2 separate regions of the Vulpes vulpes genome follow, and region 2 is linked to region 1. A link is a contact called in public Hi-C data. All regions are on one chromosome and are shown on one strand. Each heading gives the region's core, a stretch centred on a gene start, on an enhancer-like site or on the middle of the called end of the contact. The rest is flanking DNA. Distances are from core to core; before and after follow the strand shown. Region 1 holds the start of KPNA3 (karyopherin subunit alpha 3). Region 2 holds the start of RCBTB1 (RCC1 and BTB domain containing protein 1).

Region 1 (5,140 bases), core at 1,915-4,414:
ATTCCTCCTTACATATGGGATAAGGGCATCATTCCTCCAGAATTAATCCTAGATATTACTGCCAGTCACGCCTTTTCCACCACTCTACCCACACTGTACCTCTAACGTGACTCCGGAATAAATTCCCTCAGATCTCCCTATCAAGAAGTGTCCAAGCAACTCTGCGCTGCGGGCATATTTCTCAGGCCACCATGCGCTATATGGAAGTCTCATCTCTTCACTCCCGAATCTATTGTTTCTTCTCACCTGGGTCTTTATTCACTAATTTCTTTTGTGCTCTGCTCAGGTTTAGCACATACTTCCTATAAAATTCACCAACATCTTTTCTAGGAAGTCATTCTTGAAATTACTCTCTTCCTCAACGTTCTTCCCATTCACAATTTCCTGTGAGTTTTCTTCGGAAAATATGTATTTTATATTTGCATCCAGCATCTTATTCGTGTATCAGCTGCTTGCATACTTTGTAATGTTTCATCTTTCCTCGATCCTGTACATGAAAAGGTTTAGATAGGAATCCTATCTCATCAAAGGGCATCTCACTGTTTTAAATACCGAATAATCTCAACTAGTCACAAGTCTAACTTGTCGTGGAAGCTTGACCTAACACAGTTTCTAATGGATAAAACTACATTATGTACAGTGTCTAGTCTTGATTATACCTAAATCCACAGCAGAGGCACCTCCTTATCAGATCTGACCCCAGTTCACCCTTTAGTCACACTCCCTTCTCTCGCAGCAGTCCTACCGCATTCTCTCAGGGCTGCCCAATTACTCCTCCCCCAAGCCTGCAATGCCCCTTCCTTGCGCCCTCCCTTTTCCTGCATTTTACCGGGCCAACCTTCTTTCACCTTTCAGGATCAGCTTACTCCAATTCATCCACTAGGAATCAACCAGAACATCTCCCTGGACTGCTCGGCCTCAAGTCAGAATATTCTCGGAATGTACTTATCAATGAATTGCGTTGCAATTATCAGTTTACTTTTCTATGACTCCCACTGAACCGTAAACTTCTTGAGGTACAGGCTGAATTTTAGTCTCCTCTGTATCCCCAAGACCTAATACTGTGAGACGTCCAAGTGACAATTAGTGAATGAATGCTCGCTGCCACTTAGGGACCTTCTATATGCTACATAAGCACGCTCACGTGTCCTCGCCTAAAGTACTTTCCTCCTGTAAAGTAGGGATAATTCTATATCTAGTTTATAAAGTTCTTATAAGGATTAAATGAAATCTCATGAAGCTCTTAGTGTAGTGTCTGCTGTTTCATGCCTTAGTTACCCCGATGTATCCTGGGGAATGTAATGTGATCAACATTTTCAGGCTAAAAGGCTTGGCAACCATCCTCTTTTTCAGGCACCTATAAGTCACTGATCACATTCTGATCACCAGCAAACATTTATCCTATACCCATCACGTCCAAGCGTCCTGACTGGGTAGCACTGAGCTCCCAGAACACAGTAATACGGCCAAATAATAAAACAAAACCCAGCATCAACATCCGACAGAGGAAACCACGTTATTGGTTCTTCTACACAATTATGGGCATTTCCCAAACTACATAAGTTTTGCTCTACAACAGAGGTAAAGCTTCAAAAACAATTACTGATGGAAAGAGCTCACAGTTAATTCCTCTCATCAAGTGAACCAGTAACGAGAGGCGGTCCCCAAATTTCTTGCTGCTATTCCTAAAGTTTCACTTTTGCTTAGAATTATTTCTCACAAAAAGAAATGTAACCAGGACCAGGACGGAGAGACAGATGACCTTCACTTGTGTTAATCGAATGGGAACTCCACAGTATTTCCTTAGCTTTTTTTTTTTTTTCTTGTTTCCAATTAGCATTCGGTTTTATAGCTCTGGGGGGAAAAAAAAAGAATCGCTTGAGGTTTTTTTGTGTGTGTGTGTGTTTCTGGACAAAACTGAACGCTGAACGCTTTCCCACCACTAAGACAAGGGGGGGGGGGCATGCACGCTTCTTAGTCCCACCGGCCCTTTCTCAAGAATCCCAAAACTGCAAATCATGTCACCTCGCTTTGGAAAAGGACGCTGTGGACCTACAAGCACGTCCTCCCCGTCGAGCCCAGAGGTCAGAGTCCCAGGGAAGTTAGTGCCCTGCATACTATGTTGCTTTCCGTAGCTGCAGAGAGACCTCTAGCGCTGCCTCCCTAAGCCGAGTTTGCAAACAGTACCTGCTGGTGTCACCTTAGCGAGACAATGGCAACACGCGGAGTGGCGGCCGACCGAGCGACCGCGCTGTGTACGCGGTTTTGCAACCGCCCGCAAGTGCCAGCAGCGGCCCCACGCGAGGCAGAGCCCCGCGAGGCCCCGGGGGCGGCGCATCCCGTGTGCGCCGGTGGAAGGCGCCGAGGACGCGGCCATCCCGCGCGCCAGCCGGAGCCCGGGCAGGCGCCGGGAACAGGTCCCGGGAGCGGAGCCGGGGCCCGCGGCGCCCCCGGGGCCTCCGCACAATGGGCGGCACCATTGTGCACGTCCAAGGGCCCGCTCCAAGGCCGGCGGCGCCGCGCGGCAGGCGGCGGTCCCGGCGCATCCTACCCTCCCCCACCGCCGCCCGCCGGCAGGTCGGTTGCCCGGCCCCCGGCTGGTCCCCACCCCCTCCGGCCGCCCGGGCCCGGCCCGCGGAGCCCCGCGCGGGGAGCCGACCCCGCCTCGGCCGCGCAGCCCTTCCTCGCCCGCTGCAGGCCGCGCCCGCGCGACGGGGCCGCCCCCGCCCCCCGCCCCGCGGCCCCCGCCGCCCGCCGCCCGCCGCCCGGCTCGCCCGCCGCCGGCCCCCGCCCCTCCCCGCCCGCCCGCCGCCCGCCGCCCGCCGCCCGCCGCGGGGCGGGGGGCCCAGGCCGCCGCGGCGCGCACACACTCACTTCCACATCGCGGCCCTTGTTCTTGAAGCTCTTGATGCGGTGGTTCTCCAAGCCCGGGTTCTCGGCCATGGCTGCGCGCGGCTCCGGCGGCGGCTACTCCTGCGGCTGCGGCGGCGGCGGCGGCGGCGAGGCTCGGGCGGGGGAGCCGGGGGAGGGCGGGAGGGGACGGGAGGGGGAGGGGGAGGGCGCCGGGGAGCGCGCTCCGCGACGCCTCCGAGCGCGAGGTGGCAGCAGCGCCTGGGGAGGCGCAGGCCGGCTGCCGGGCGCGGCGGGAATGGCGCTGCGGCGCCGGCCAGCGGGGGTCACGTGACCGGGGCGGCCGCCCGCGTGCTCTCGCGAGGACCCCCGCGGGCCGCCCGCCCTCGCGCCCCCTCGCGCCCCCTCGACGAGGCAGGCCGCGTGCTCCGACGCGACCGGATCCGGCGCTTTTATGCGGCGCGCGAGACGCAGAGCCGGCGGCGGAACTACAATTCCCAGCATGCCACGCACCGCAGGGGGTGGTGGGACGGGAGGGAGCGGGAGAGGGGGAAGCGGGGACAGGCGGGGCCGAGCCTCCCGGCTTGACAGAACGCGAAGAATGCCGGGAAGTCTGCGCGCGCGGCTTTCAGCGCGGCGCGGAGCCCCGCCCCCAAGGCGGCCTGTGGGCGGGGCGGGGGCGGGGCTTACCTCGGCGCCCAATGGGGAGGCCGGGGGGCGGGGCTTCGCGGGAGGCGCGGCTCGCTCTCGGGGAGCCTGGAGGATTAGAAGCCGGTGGACGGTTTGGGCTTGGCTGACTTGCTGCTCTGGGGTCTCCCGGAATAGCAGCCGCCCTCGCCCGCTGTTCCCCGGCTCTGCTTGGGTTTTATAAATAGCAGTTACTTCCATCTGACATGGAGATTTGCGGTGCACGTGTTCATTGATGCGCTACCTGGCTTAGCGCACCTGGAGCTCGGCTCCGGCGACCGCAGTTCTGGGCGGGTTGCGAGCACGCGGGCCCTGCGGCGTCCTGTCTCGGTCGTCCTCCCAGGCCCGGTCCTGCAAGCTTCACCCCCGCAGTCCCCGCGTTTCCGCGTCCCCGACCCTTCTGGTGCCACCACCGCACACGATGCTCTCGGCCTTAGGGCAGCACTCAGATTCCCACCTGCAGACCAGCTGTCCTAGCAGGATCGCCCCTTAGGGTCATCGGAGGACCGATCAGAGGAAACGTGGATCAATAACAGTAGCAGAAGGGAGCCTTCTGGAGCAGTTGGGGGTCCCCTGATTATGTGTGAAATAGCCAGTTTCAGAGTCTGTGGCAGATATAAGCAGGTATGCAATATCATAGGACCGTTCAAGCGATACTGAGGTCATTCAAAAGTCGGTAGAAATAGAACCCTACCGAGATCAAAGAAGACAGCTTCCCCCCAAGCAAGGGGCCTTAAAGATCCTGCAAGTGCAAGGGTCATGACTCCGGAGGCCTTACAATGCCGGTAGCATTTGCTTTGGGAGTGGTGGGATGTGGCCTGTTGATAAACACAGGCCCATGGAAAGGCTTCAGACCACTGTTGCCAAAGGTCCAATTTTTTTTTCTTTTTTTAAAGATTTTATTTATTCATGAGAGACACAGAGAGAGAGAGAGAGAGAAAGAGAGGCAGAGACACAGGCAGAGGGAGAAGCAGGCTCCATGCAGGGACCCCAAGACCACGCCCTGGGTCAAAGGCAGGCGCCAAACCGCTGAGCCACCAAGGGATCCCCAAATTTTTCAAGGAAAACCAAAAAGCTGTGTTTTATTCTTCATTGTTAAATGTCAATTTGCATTTTTTTTAAATGCACTTAAGTGAATCGGTTGCTTGATAACTCCAGGTCCTCACTTTTTATGATATCTGATCCTAATCCAACCACTCATTTGAAGGGAAACCACAACAACAGCAAACCCCTAACATTTAGAATGAATAGATTACTTCAACTCTAGTTCTTAAGGCAATAGAAGTGTGCGTTTGGCAGTTTCCCTGATTGTGAGAGAAACTGCCAGACTGCTGCTCTGTTTGTATTATGATTTAGCAAGGCATTCTCTTTAAAGGTTACTCTACTCCCTTCCATCGCTTCTCTTCACCCTACTTGCTGTCATCAAATGTGTAATAAGTCTTTCATCATTTCAGAGTTTGAAACCCATTTAGTGAGCACATACCATCGTCAGTTATTGCACTAGCACTAGGATCTATTTGTAAACAAGACAGCCTGGTTCCTGCCTCCTCGCAGCTTCATGTCTGTCGGAGGAGACAGCCAATAAAACAAGTTATTACCCAAA
Region 2 (4,777 bases), core at 1,472-3,971, 160 kb before region 1:
ATGAACTTCAAGCTATATCACCACCCCCAGCATGTGGGGCCCTTCATGCCAAGGACCAGCAGGCAAGAAAAAAGATCCTCATGGGGGTAATTGACTCTTCCTATCAAGAGGCAGTAGAGCTACTATTGCATAGTGGAGACCGGGAGGCATATGCTTAGCCTCTGGGTAATCAACTAGGATATCTTTTAGTACTTGTGCAATTTTGATGGCAAATGGACAAGGGCAACAGGCACAGTCTGAGAAGGACCCGGTAAACAGGAAGAGGAACTCATCAGTTTTAAGACTCCGTCACTCCACTAGGTAAGTCACCTAAACCTTCAGAGGTGCTAATCGCCAGTGAAGAGAATCGAGAATGGGCTGCAGAAGAGAGGATGAGTATTGGTTGCAGCCTAATGCCAGCTACAACAGCAGGAGCTCACCTTACTAACTTTCCTTTTATAGGTTTCGCCCAGGGAACGGGCCCGCCAGAGTTCTCCAAGAAGGTGCTTCCAGAACTTACATGAGGAAAGCACATCCACACAAGGCACGGGCTGGTTGGGTGCCCTACTGCCCTGTCCAGACCAGAGCGGTCAGCCCTCTTAGGAAGTGCTTCGGCTAAAGAGAATTGCTTCGCCCAAAGCCAGGCCCCTTTCAGGGCACCCAGCGTCCACGCCCTGATTTATGCCCCATCCTGCTTTCTTTTGTTCAACAGGGGTTGATTAGAGCATCCCCCGATAGCTTTCCTATGTGCTAATCTCCATCCCAGAATCAACAGGCTCATCTTGAGTAGATGACAGTGTGGAGGAGAAGACAAATAGGGGAATGAATACGTTTGTTATTTGTACTCTGAAGGAAACAAACATGATGCAATGAGAGCAAATAACAGGGAAGTTGTGCTTGGAGAACAGGTGGCCTTGAAGCCAGAAACTACACAAGGGACTGCAGTCAGCCATGCGAGGAGCAAGTAGGAGAGTATGTTTCAAAAAGAAAGGTTCTTGGAAGGAAGCTCTTCCTAACAGGCTTGGCATGTCAAAGTATTACTTAGAGCATTGCAGCCTTTAAAGGGTTTTATTTCGAATGCAATAGGAGGCCCTTAACAGACTTTCTAGGGGCACCAGGGTGGCTCAGTCAGTTAAGCGCCTGCCGTTGGCTCAGGTCATGATCTCAGGGTCTTGAGATCGAGTCCCACGTCAGGCTTTCTGCTCAGTGGGGAGTCTGAATCGACCTCTCCCTCTGTGTTCTCTCTCTTTCTCTCAAATTAAATAAATAAAATCTTTTTTAAAAAATAAAGGATTTTTTAGGAGAGGGTAAAAGGCTGTGATTTACATTTTTAAAAAATTCTCTGATACAGTGTAGAGAACAGGTTTGGGAGAAAACCATTAAGAAGGTTATTATAAGAAACATGACCCAAAGTTTGCCCTTTCCATCCAATCATGCTCCAGGTGCCCAAGACCCTAGAATCCCCTGCCCAGACAGCTCCAACCCACTTTCAGGACCTTTGTGGGCCTCTTCCCAATGTCCAACCCCCAAGAACAAACTGCACACCCTTAGGGCCATGGGGTGTCCAGGGAGAGGCTGTTTGGAGAGCTTGGAAGTGGAGTGTCCACAAGCCTGTGTGTGAAGTCCCTTGCAGTGTGGGATGGAGCCAGGATTGGGAAACAAGGAGGATGAGCTGTGAGGCATGGGCCAGGGTGGTGATCTCTCTCTACCATCCCCTAAGGATTCCAGGAGGCCTAAATTCAAGGCTTGATCATCCAAGCCCTTAAAAGGCTGTATTTCTCAAGATAGGAGGATAGAACATATTTTACTTAACAAGTTGTTAGCTTGTTTTGAAAGTTAAAATTTTTTTTAGATGTATTGTATGTGGGCCTCCATTTGTAATTTTGCCCTGGGTTCTATGAATGTTTAGGATGAGCCTGAAAGTCACACTACCTATAAAGAGTGATATATGGACAAAGCTGGCTTCTTGTCACAAGCAGTAGATGCAGGAAGATAATATTTTCAAAAGGGTAGGGGAAAATATCTGTTAATCTAGAATTCTCTATCCAGTGAAACTAGCATTCAAAGTCGAGAACAAAGACATTTTCAAACCAAGACTAAGAGTATTTCCCACTCACAGACCCAGAAGTTAGAAAAATAAACTTGGAAGAACAGATCAGGAGGCAAGAATCAACGATGAGCAAAGAAATTAATAGAACATTGGCAAAACTAAGTAAACTCTGATTATAGAAAATTACCAATTTTTAAAGGATAAACACAGGATGAAATTAGCATCAGGGATCCCTGGGTGGCGCAGCGGTTTGGCGCCTGCCTTTGGCCCAGGGCGCGATCCTGGAGACCCGGGATCGAATCCCACATCGGGCTCCCGGTGCATGGAGCCTGCTTCTCCCTCCGCCTGTGTCTCTGCCTCTCTCTCTCTGTGACTATCATAAATAAATAAATAAATAATTTAAAAAGAAATTAGCATCAAATTGAAGGTGAAAGGCAAGATTCAGAGATCAAACATTCTACAGTCCTTGTGATGTTGAATATACAACACGAAACATTTTCAGCTATAACTTTTAATATTTTTAAGGTAAACATCTTAAGCAAATATGCAAAACAGAAATTTAAAAAGTAAATAGGGGGTCACCTGGGTGGCTCAGTTGGATAAACATCTGGCTCTTGATCTCAGCTTAGGTCTTGATCTCAGGGTCATAAGTTCAAGTTCCATGTTGGGCTCCATGCTGGGCATGGAGCCTACTTAAAAAAAAAAAAAAAAAAAACAGGATGAAGAACAATAAAAAAAAGTTTAACTGGTAACACATATAAAATTGCCCTTATTTCAATATGGAAAACAAGGCACTCACTTATTCTTTTGTAAATTTCCTCTAACCCAAACCACTGACCATAAAATACTACCTCTCCCACTCTTGTCCCCCAATTATAAATTATTTTTTATCTGTGAAGAAAACTTTATGAGAGCCATTGCTCTTTATTTTTATAAATCTCTATGAAAGATAGATATTAAAATGTTGTGGGAAATCTCATAAACTTGGGGCTTTCAGACCAATGAGTCGGTCATCAATAACAGCACAGGCTCTATTTTCTGTGGGCAACATAAAATTTAAAAATGCACAGTCCAACCCATCAAATAGTTTGCAATCTGATGAGTGGGAAGCGAGTTATATAAACCCACCGACCCGAAAACAAACTCTAGCCCAGAAGACAGCAAACGGCAAGAGCCTTGGGTTGTGTAAATGTTACAGTTCAGGGGTGCCTGGGTGGCTCAGTTGGTTAAAGAATGGCCTCTTGATTTTGGCTCAAATCATGATCTCAGGGTCGTGAGATTGACCCCAGCGTTGGGCTCCTAGCTCAGCAGGGAATCTGCTTGAGATTCTCTCTCTCCCTCTGCCTCTCCCCCACCCCGTGCCTGCACTCATTCTCTCTCTCTCAAATAAATAAATAAATACATCTTTTTTTAAAAAATCTGACAGTTCAGTACATGTGGGATCCCTTCCAACCAGGACGTCCTAGAAGGCTTTGACTGAATGCATGAACTTTGATCTGGGCTTTAAATGAGGTAGAATTTGATTAGAAAAACCTGAGGAGAGGCATTAATAAAACAACGGGGCACCTGACGGCTCAGTTGGTGGAGCCTGAGACTCTTGATCTTGTGGTTGAGAGTTCAAGCCCATGTTGGGTATAGAGATGACTTAAAAATAAAATCTAAAAAATAAAAAAATAGGGGTCCCTGGGTGGCTCAGCAGTTTAGCACCTGCCTTCAGCCCAAGGCATGATCCTGGGGTCCCAGGATCAAGTCCTGCATCAGGCTCCCTGCATGGAGCCTGCTTCTCCCTCTGCCTGTGTCTCTGCCTCTCTCTGTGTCTCTCATGAATAAATAAATAAAATCTCTTAAAAATAAATAAATTAAAAATAAAAACACTAAACATCCAAAAGTGTCAGAGCCAAGAAAGACAATGTTTTTATGAAAAAAGGGTAGGCATTGTGTGAAACAGAGAGAAATCACTGAATCTCAGTGATGACACTAATGTCATCACAAGGAAGAAAAATTTTAAATATGAGTTTAAAGATGGGTACCAACTTGATTTTCTTTCTTTCATATTCTGTTCATTTTTTCAAAAAAGTAGTAAAGATAAATACAAAAATATTGATCATGACTTGCTGCAAATGGCATACACGAAGAGCGCAGATTTTTACCACTTCCACCCACAACTTATTTCCTAGACTTTCTCTGGCTTAAAACAAAACAAAACAAAACGAACAAAAAGCCAGATCTCATAGACCGCAGAAGGAATCTCCCTACTATTACTGTGTTTGAAGTTCAGAGTTTTAAGCTGATTTATACTTATTTATTTCTATAAAGATTTCATTTAATTATTTAAGAGAAAGAGAGGAGCAGGGGGAGAGGGACAAGCAGACTCCGCGGGGCTCCTCACGACCCGAGCCAAGGCCAAGAGTCAGACACTCAACCCTGCAAACCAGCCACGCGCCCGGTGGTTTATGTCGAGAGTCGTGACATTAATGTCATCTAACATTTAGGAGGTGGCCGGTGGCCTAGATGCTCCACGTGCATCTCAGTAAACGCTGAGCTGACCTAATAGACGAGCCCCGGGATCCCAGTGTCTTCACAAAACACAAGTTTCTCTCGTGCTCACGGATCTTCCAGGAGGAGGGCCCCCACGAGGCCGGCGTGTCCCCGAGGAGCGCTGTGGGGGCCGCAGCCCCTGCCGCCTGTGGTTCCAGCATCTTGACCAAGTGGCCTCCCCGAGAACCCAGGCGGCGGCAAGGATGGGGG

Evidence for each region. Hi-C and Micro-C count contacts between places; a contact is called where the count stands out from the background.
Region 2: a contact with region 1 is called in a Hi-C map of skeletal muscle, with 2.7 times the contacts expected there. The contact joins the promoter of RCBTB1 here to the promoter of KPNA3 in region 1. A contact is called at or near these places in 2 of 3 Hi-C or Micro-C datasets (both in skeletal muscle).

Annotation. Positions count from the first base shown.
Region 1 is chr6:2,137,315-2,142,454 of VulVul3, reverse strand. KPNA3 (karyopherin subunit alpha 3) reads right to left here and starts at 3,164. Exons shown (of 17, transcript XM_072760527.1): 1 at 2,875-3,164. The coding sequence starts at 2,943.
Region 2 is chr6:2,294,643-2,299,419 of VulVul3, reverse strand. It overlaps RCBTB1 (RCC1 and BTB domain containing protein 1), which reads right to left and starts at 2,721. Exons shown (of 13, transcript XM_072760545.1): 1 at 2,612-2,721.